2 separate regions of the Bombyx mori genome follow, and region 2 is linked to region 1. The links are chromatin contacts, called in public Hi-C maps. All regions are on one chromosome and are shown on one strand. Each heading gives the region's core, a stretch centred on a gene start, on an enhancer-like site or on the middle of the called end of the contact. The rest is flanking DNA. Distances are from core to core; before and after follow the strand shown. Region 1 holds the start of LOC101736474 (phosphopantothenoylcysteine decarboxylase). Region 2 overlaps LOC101736611 (GATOR1 complex protein NPRL2).

Region 1 (2,907 bases), core at 331-2,830:
TCTTGGCCACATCCTTCGTAATATTTCATATTCCCATCCATTTTGCACACACTAACACTTGATTAAGACATACCTAATTTCTTACAAGCCAGGTTCTAACGAAAAGATTCACTAATTAATTTGACACATTAACACGATTTTAGAAACGTAAATAAAGAGTAAATAAAGAAGAGTAAACACAATCTACTCCTCACCGCGAATCGAATCAGACTATTTTCTTATTGGTTGGATTTTACTTTATATATGTATGTATACCTATTACCTACATAATCTATGAATTGGTTGGGGTTATTTCAGATTACTTCATTGACGTTATAAATGTCAAATTATATGTTGCCTAAAAAAAATATGCTACCAAAATCTTCAAAAAAAGCTTGCGATAGTATTACGGAATTTTTTTTTTCTCAGGTTTTACGTTCGATCAATTTTCATTTTTTTATACGGAGCGGATACCTGGACCCTTAAAGCAACTGATCGCAAATGCGCAGAAGCTTTTGAAATGTGCTGGAGGAGAATGCTCCGAATATCTTGGACAACGAAAAGAACCAATAGAATAACTCAAGATCAAGACAAGAGTGTATATACTTGCCATCGCCGTGCACTCGAGTACTTCGATCATATTGCTCGGAAAACACCTGATAGCTTAAAGACTTAGACTTAGACTTTTTGCGACAGGGAAGATCGAGGGAAAGAGACTGCGACAAGGTGGTTCGTTCGATCAAATCCGCACCACTAGAAATCCACGAAGCCCTTCACGAGACCAATAATCGGAAACGCTGGAAACACATAACATAAAATAAAATCCTGTCCTAACATGATGGTCAGGACCCTCAGCAGTGAAGAAACAACGTCATGTAAACTTCTTAGTTGAAATTATCAGCCATAAGTTGACGTCATTGTCAATCTGTTTTATTCGTTATTTGTCAATGTATCTAATGTAATCAAAGCAAATTTTACTGTTAATTTTAGCTTATTAAAACCTTATATTCAGTAAAGGTTTTCTCTTATTTCACGACGTGAGTGGAAAGACAGTCGATGAAGTAATGGTATACAATCTGTCACTTATAAAATTTCACTTAACCTCAAAACGATCATGAGATTGTTCACAATTCGCAAAAAAAATACGACTATTATTTCTCCTATATGAGCTTTACATATTTTTTTTATTACTTAGGTGGGTGTACGAGCTCACGGCCCACCTGGTGTTAAGTGGTCACCGGAGCCCATAGACATCTGCAAAGTAGATGTAAACTCACAACACGTCCTACCACCAGTAATTACGCAAATTAAAATTTTGCGGGTTTGATTTTTACTATACGATTTTATTCCTTCACCGCGGAAGTCAATAGTGAACATTTGTTAAGTAGGTACGTATTTCATTAGAAAAATTGGTACTTGTCAGCGGGATTCGAACACCGATGCATCGCTACATACGAATGCACCGGGCGCCTTTTTCTTTAGGCCACGCCGACTCAATTTAAAAACTTAATTCACAAGAACATAATATTATTAATTAATGTACATTTAATCTTTAAATTGGTAGGGTTTTTTACATAGTGTAGTAAATGGTAGAATTATTAGAGAACACTTTTTACCAATGTAAACACTAAAATCTGATATAATAAAAATACAGTTTTATTGCAAATATTAAGTGCAATTATTAAGTTTCTGAAATACCTACCTATTAAGTGTTTAATCTATGACAGTTTGTACAAGCAAGCATGAAATTTTATGCTCCTAATTTAATTCCTGGTTTTGTTTTATTCAAATTGTTATAAAAAAGAGTATCGGAGTTTCGGCAACCGACAATATTTATTACAGTGTTAAAATGGATGAAAATACTACATTTAATGTTTTAGTAGGTGTTACTGGAAGTGTTGCAGCTATAAAGATACCGAATTTAATAAAATCCGTGTTGGAGTTACGAAGCGAGACTCGATATAATTTTAAGGTAAAGTGAAGGTAAAACAAAAAACAAAATTAACTTTAGAAACATTGGTACCTGTCTGTGAGGTTTGATCACCGGCATCACACTGCGGCTAGCCCAATCTTTAGGCTAGAAAGCACTATCCTTCACAGTGTTCATAGCAGAAATGGGTAGAGTTATGGTACCCACCTTGTCATATGACCCTCACCCCACCAGACTTCTCTCAACAGTTTGGTTCTTACAAAAGTATTAAGTAATAATTACAGGTACGACTAATAGTAACAGAACATGCAAAGCACTTCTTTGAGTGGACTGAAATGCCCTTGGATGTACTAAGATATGATGACTCTTCAGAATGGGTAACATGGAAAGGAAGAGGAGATCCAGTATTACATATAGAACTTGGAAAATGGGCTGACATAATGGTTATAGCACCAATGGATGCTAATACATTAGCAAAAGTGGCATTGGTGTGTACATAGTGTTTTCATGACTTTAATTTTATGATAATTAAAAGCATACTTTTCAAACAATACAATAAGTTTTGAAAATCACAAATAATGTAGGTACTAATGTATAAAAAAAAATAGTGTTGAACAAAAAATTTCATCTGAAGGCTGAAATCATTCAAGTATTTTAGTATAGTTACCATTTCATTTCTCAAATCCTCCAATGAATATTTCTGGCATATACCAAGATAGTGCAATAAAGCATGTAAAAAAGTAATGGTTTTGGCTATTTCTCTATCGCTGGATATCATGGTACAGCCACCTAGAATTGAGTGGTTATGTTAACCCGTAGACCTCATAGTGTGAACGTCACCACCCACTCTGGGACCTGAGGTCAAAAACTCAGTTGTTTGATATTTCCTTTAGATGATTTATTATCGAGTATTGCCAGAACAGTTAATAAAACTCTACATAATAATATGTTTCAGGGCATGTGTGATAATTTAGTCACATGTACAGTAAGAGCATGGA
Region 2 (2,956 bases), core at 9-2,508, 67 kb before region 1:
TGATTAATTTTAATAATTATACTTATTTAATATATTATCATTGCAAAAGACTTTCAATCGTCAATTAATTATTTAACAGTTTATATTAGCTATGCTTGCCAAAATATATTTTGTAGAGCTTATTTTTTACGTCACGTTAGATGGTTCCCAGGTCTCATAGGTCCAATGGGAATGCCATCACCCACTTCGAATTCGTAGTCTGAATGGTCTTTTTAATGACATATGTTCACAAAACCAATTCAACAAGTGGTTTGTTTCAATGCTTGCAAAGATTTTGTGTATAAGGGCAACGAATTGTAGAGATCGCTAGGAGCGGCATAATTCGCCTAAGGCATATTAGCCTACTGACGACAAATTTACTTCCCCAAATGACAGCATTCGGCGAAGATGGCAACCTCGTTCAACTTTATCACTATCGCAAATCCGTCATGAATGATCTTTGACATGAATCACGTATACAGGTAACACTGCTATAACACGGTCCCACTCTAACACGAAAAGAGAAAATCCCTCTTATAACACGGTATTTCTACAACACGATAACGAGATTTTTTAATAAAATTACTCAGAATATTACATTATGCCCTATGAACACACAATATTTGAGAACAACTGAAAATTTGCTGCTTATTTTTTGTGTAAAGGTAGAAACATACATACATGCATAGTTGAAATGTTTAATTTAGAAAAAAATACACTCCGTTTTTGTACTGGCATCTAGTCTTTATAACACGGTTCCGCACAACACGGCATTCTGTAGGAACGTTTCTATATAGTGTGTTATAACCACGGGGTTACCAGCCTGCGTGTCCGAACTGCCGAGAGTATCGGGGACGTTTGTATAAAGTTTGTATAATTGTATATGTTTGTACAAAGGTCGCGCCTAAAGTTCGGAATCTTTCGCGCATTGCAAATTTCATTTTTAAAAAAATTATACCTGTTTATAGTTCTGTAAACGATCAAAACTATATAACATATAAAGCACATAACCTATAATTCACTGAGCGATGCTTTTCCTAAAGACCTAACAAGCTATAAGAAAACGAAAAGTTTAATATTATACATATACAGAATGACTGGTTGAACACGTTACATAATCAAGGACATGATAATTCATGGTCAGATGAAACGCTTAAAATAAAAAAAAAACAAAGGAAATACCGGGAAAACTTGATTAAATTAATCTGCTTAAGCTCGACATTTGTGGACACCGCAGTGCTAAGGCGCCGCTGGGTGAGTGAGAGCAGGTTGCATCCAATCAGCGCGCCGCGTTCAAACGATGCTGCGATCGTCGACCGGTGTAAACAAACAAATTCTGTTACTACAAGTGCGCACGGCGCGAGTGACCACGCTTTTTTTTTTTGATAGATAATTAAAGATAAATTAGGCAAATATTTTTTTTTGTTAAATTTGAAAATAGGAAAAATACAAAAGATAAGAAGCGAAGGTTAGGAAAAAAACAAAGTTGATACATGCTTTCAGGTACGCTCTAACACAAAAGTGGCGTTGGGCAGGACATATTGCGAGATATGCGGACAGAGAAGAAGGACAAAAGATGGACATTAGAAATCACAACATGGGAAGGACCAGTGGGCCAAAGAAGAAGACGCCGGCCAAGGAGCAGATGGATCGACGAAATAATAGCAACAATTGGAGAAGAATGGAGAAACAAAGCCAAGAATAGGAAAGAGTGGAGTAAGCTGGAGGAGGCCTATACCCGAAGTGGAGTTCCAATAACATAAGTTTATATTTGTAATTTTTATTGATAAGGTGTTTTTCTTTTTTTTTGGAAATTTAGTGGCCTTATTATTATTACAATTTTTTGCTTAATTAGAACGAGAATCAATTACTGAGCAATCTATATAAATATGTAAAGTGTTCAACCAGTCAGCCTGTATATTATAAATATCGCATTAATTTCTGTTTAGAATGAAATCGATTTGTGCCTTTGAGCCTTCGACTACGTGTCGAAATAAATATCGAGAATAGAATAAGATAATTAATTAATAATATATTTAAAAAATACATACATATATGTATATAATTTTTTTACGATCTATTTTTATATATTACATTACGTTAAACATATATCTAAAACTTTAAAACTTTTAGATCTGCGTAAATGATCTATATAAAATCTGGGGTCATTTATTTTTTAACAACAAACAAAAATATAACTGTTTATTTACCAAACAATTTCTAAATGTCACAGCGATGCTTTTCGTGTAAATATTACGGCACCAAACCTTCTTTTAACAAATAATAACGCTCTAAAACTTAATTTTGTATAAATCACCCGGTCAATAGAATTCCATGATTAAATCCCAAGTAAAATAAATGTATAAATCTTCACAAACGCGCTAAAGCCAATCTGCGTAAATTGTATTCTACAGATTGGTAACTTGGAAAACGAGCAACTTTAATTTTTTTAGTGGCAACACTGGCAATATTTACTAAAATTGTTGATATTTAAAAAATTCGCCTTTTTTCTTTTTCGTTGATTGATTTGTTTTTAACAAACTTTCCTAACGATAATTCAAATTAACAAGCGCCTTATCAATATTGCATAATAACATTTTTCATCCCTAAACAAAGTTAAAGAGACTAATTACTAATAAATTGTACGTAATAAATTGTCAGAAGATACTTTCCACTGTGTTACGGGAACTGAAGCGAGACTTCTGGATTGCAAGTACCTAATCATTTCATACGTTAAACTGCTATTAAGGATGAGCGATAATACAAAAATTCATTTGGTACCTAGTAATTTCCAAATAACTTCCAAACTTCCGATGGGGCTGTATATGCGAAGACTCTACCCTCAATACGTAAAAAAAAGTTTTTAAGCTATTGCATAGCTTTTATCGCGGGCCTTGAGTGCGGCGACCGAATCATGAAATTCCGTAACGAAAAAAACCTAACACCCCTCACTCCGCCCACCATGTAGCTCGCGTTC

The links. A called contact is a pair of places that touch in the nucleus more often than the background predicts.
Region 2: a Hi-C map of midgut shows a contact between it and region 1, with 3 times the contacts expected there. The contact joins the enhancer-like site here to the promoter of LOC101736474 in region 1. A contact is called at or near these places in 2 of 7 Hi-C or Micro-C datasets (midgut and whole pupa).

The regions. Positions count from the first base shown.
Region 1 is chr8:14,135,086-14,137,992 of ASM3026992v2, reverse strand. It overlaps LOC101736474 (phosphopantothenoylcysteine decarboxylase), which reads left to right and starts at 1,580. Exons shown (of 4, transcript XR_009973734.1): 1 at 1,580-1,951; 2 at 2,194-2,397; 3 at 2,865-2,907. LOC101736611 (GATOR1 complex protein NPRL2) reads right to left here and starts at 282. Exons shown (of 8, transcript XM_004923594.4): 1 at 1-282. The coding sequence starts at 41.
Region 2 is chr8:14,202,038-14,204,993 of ASM3026992v2, reverse strand. All of the region lies in intron 7 of LOC101736611 (GATOR1 complex protein NPRL2), which reads right to left. Among protein-coding and RNA genes, the nearest start is that of LOC101742722, 33 kb to the left of the region's middle. Within about 2 kb of position 1,258, at least 3 of the 8 cell types and tissues checked have open chromatin away from gene starts, as enhancers often do.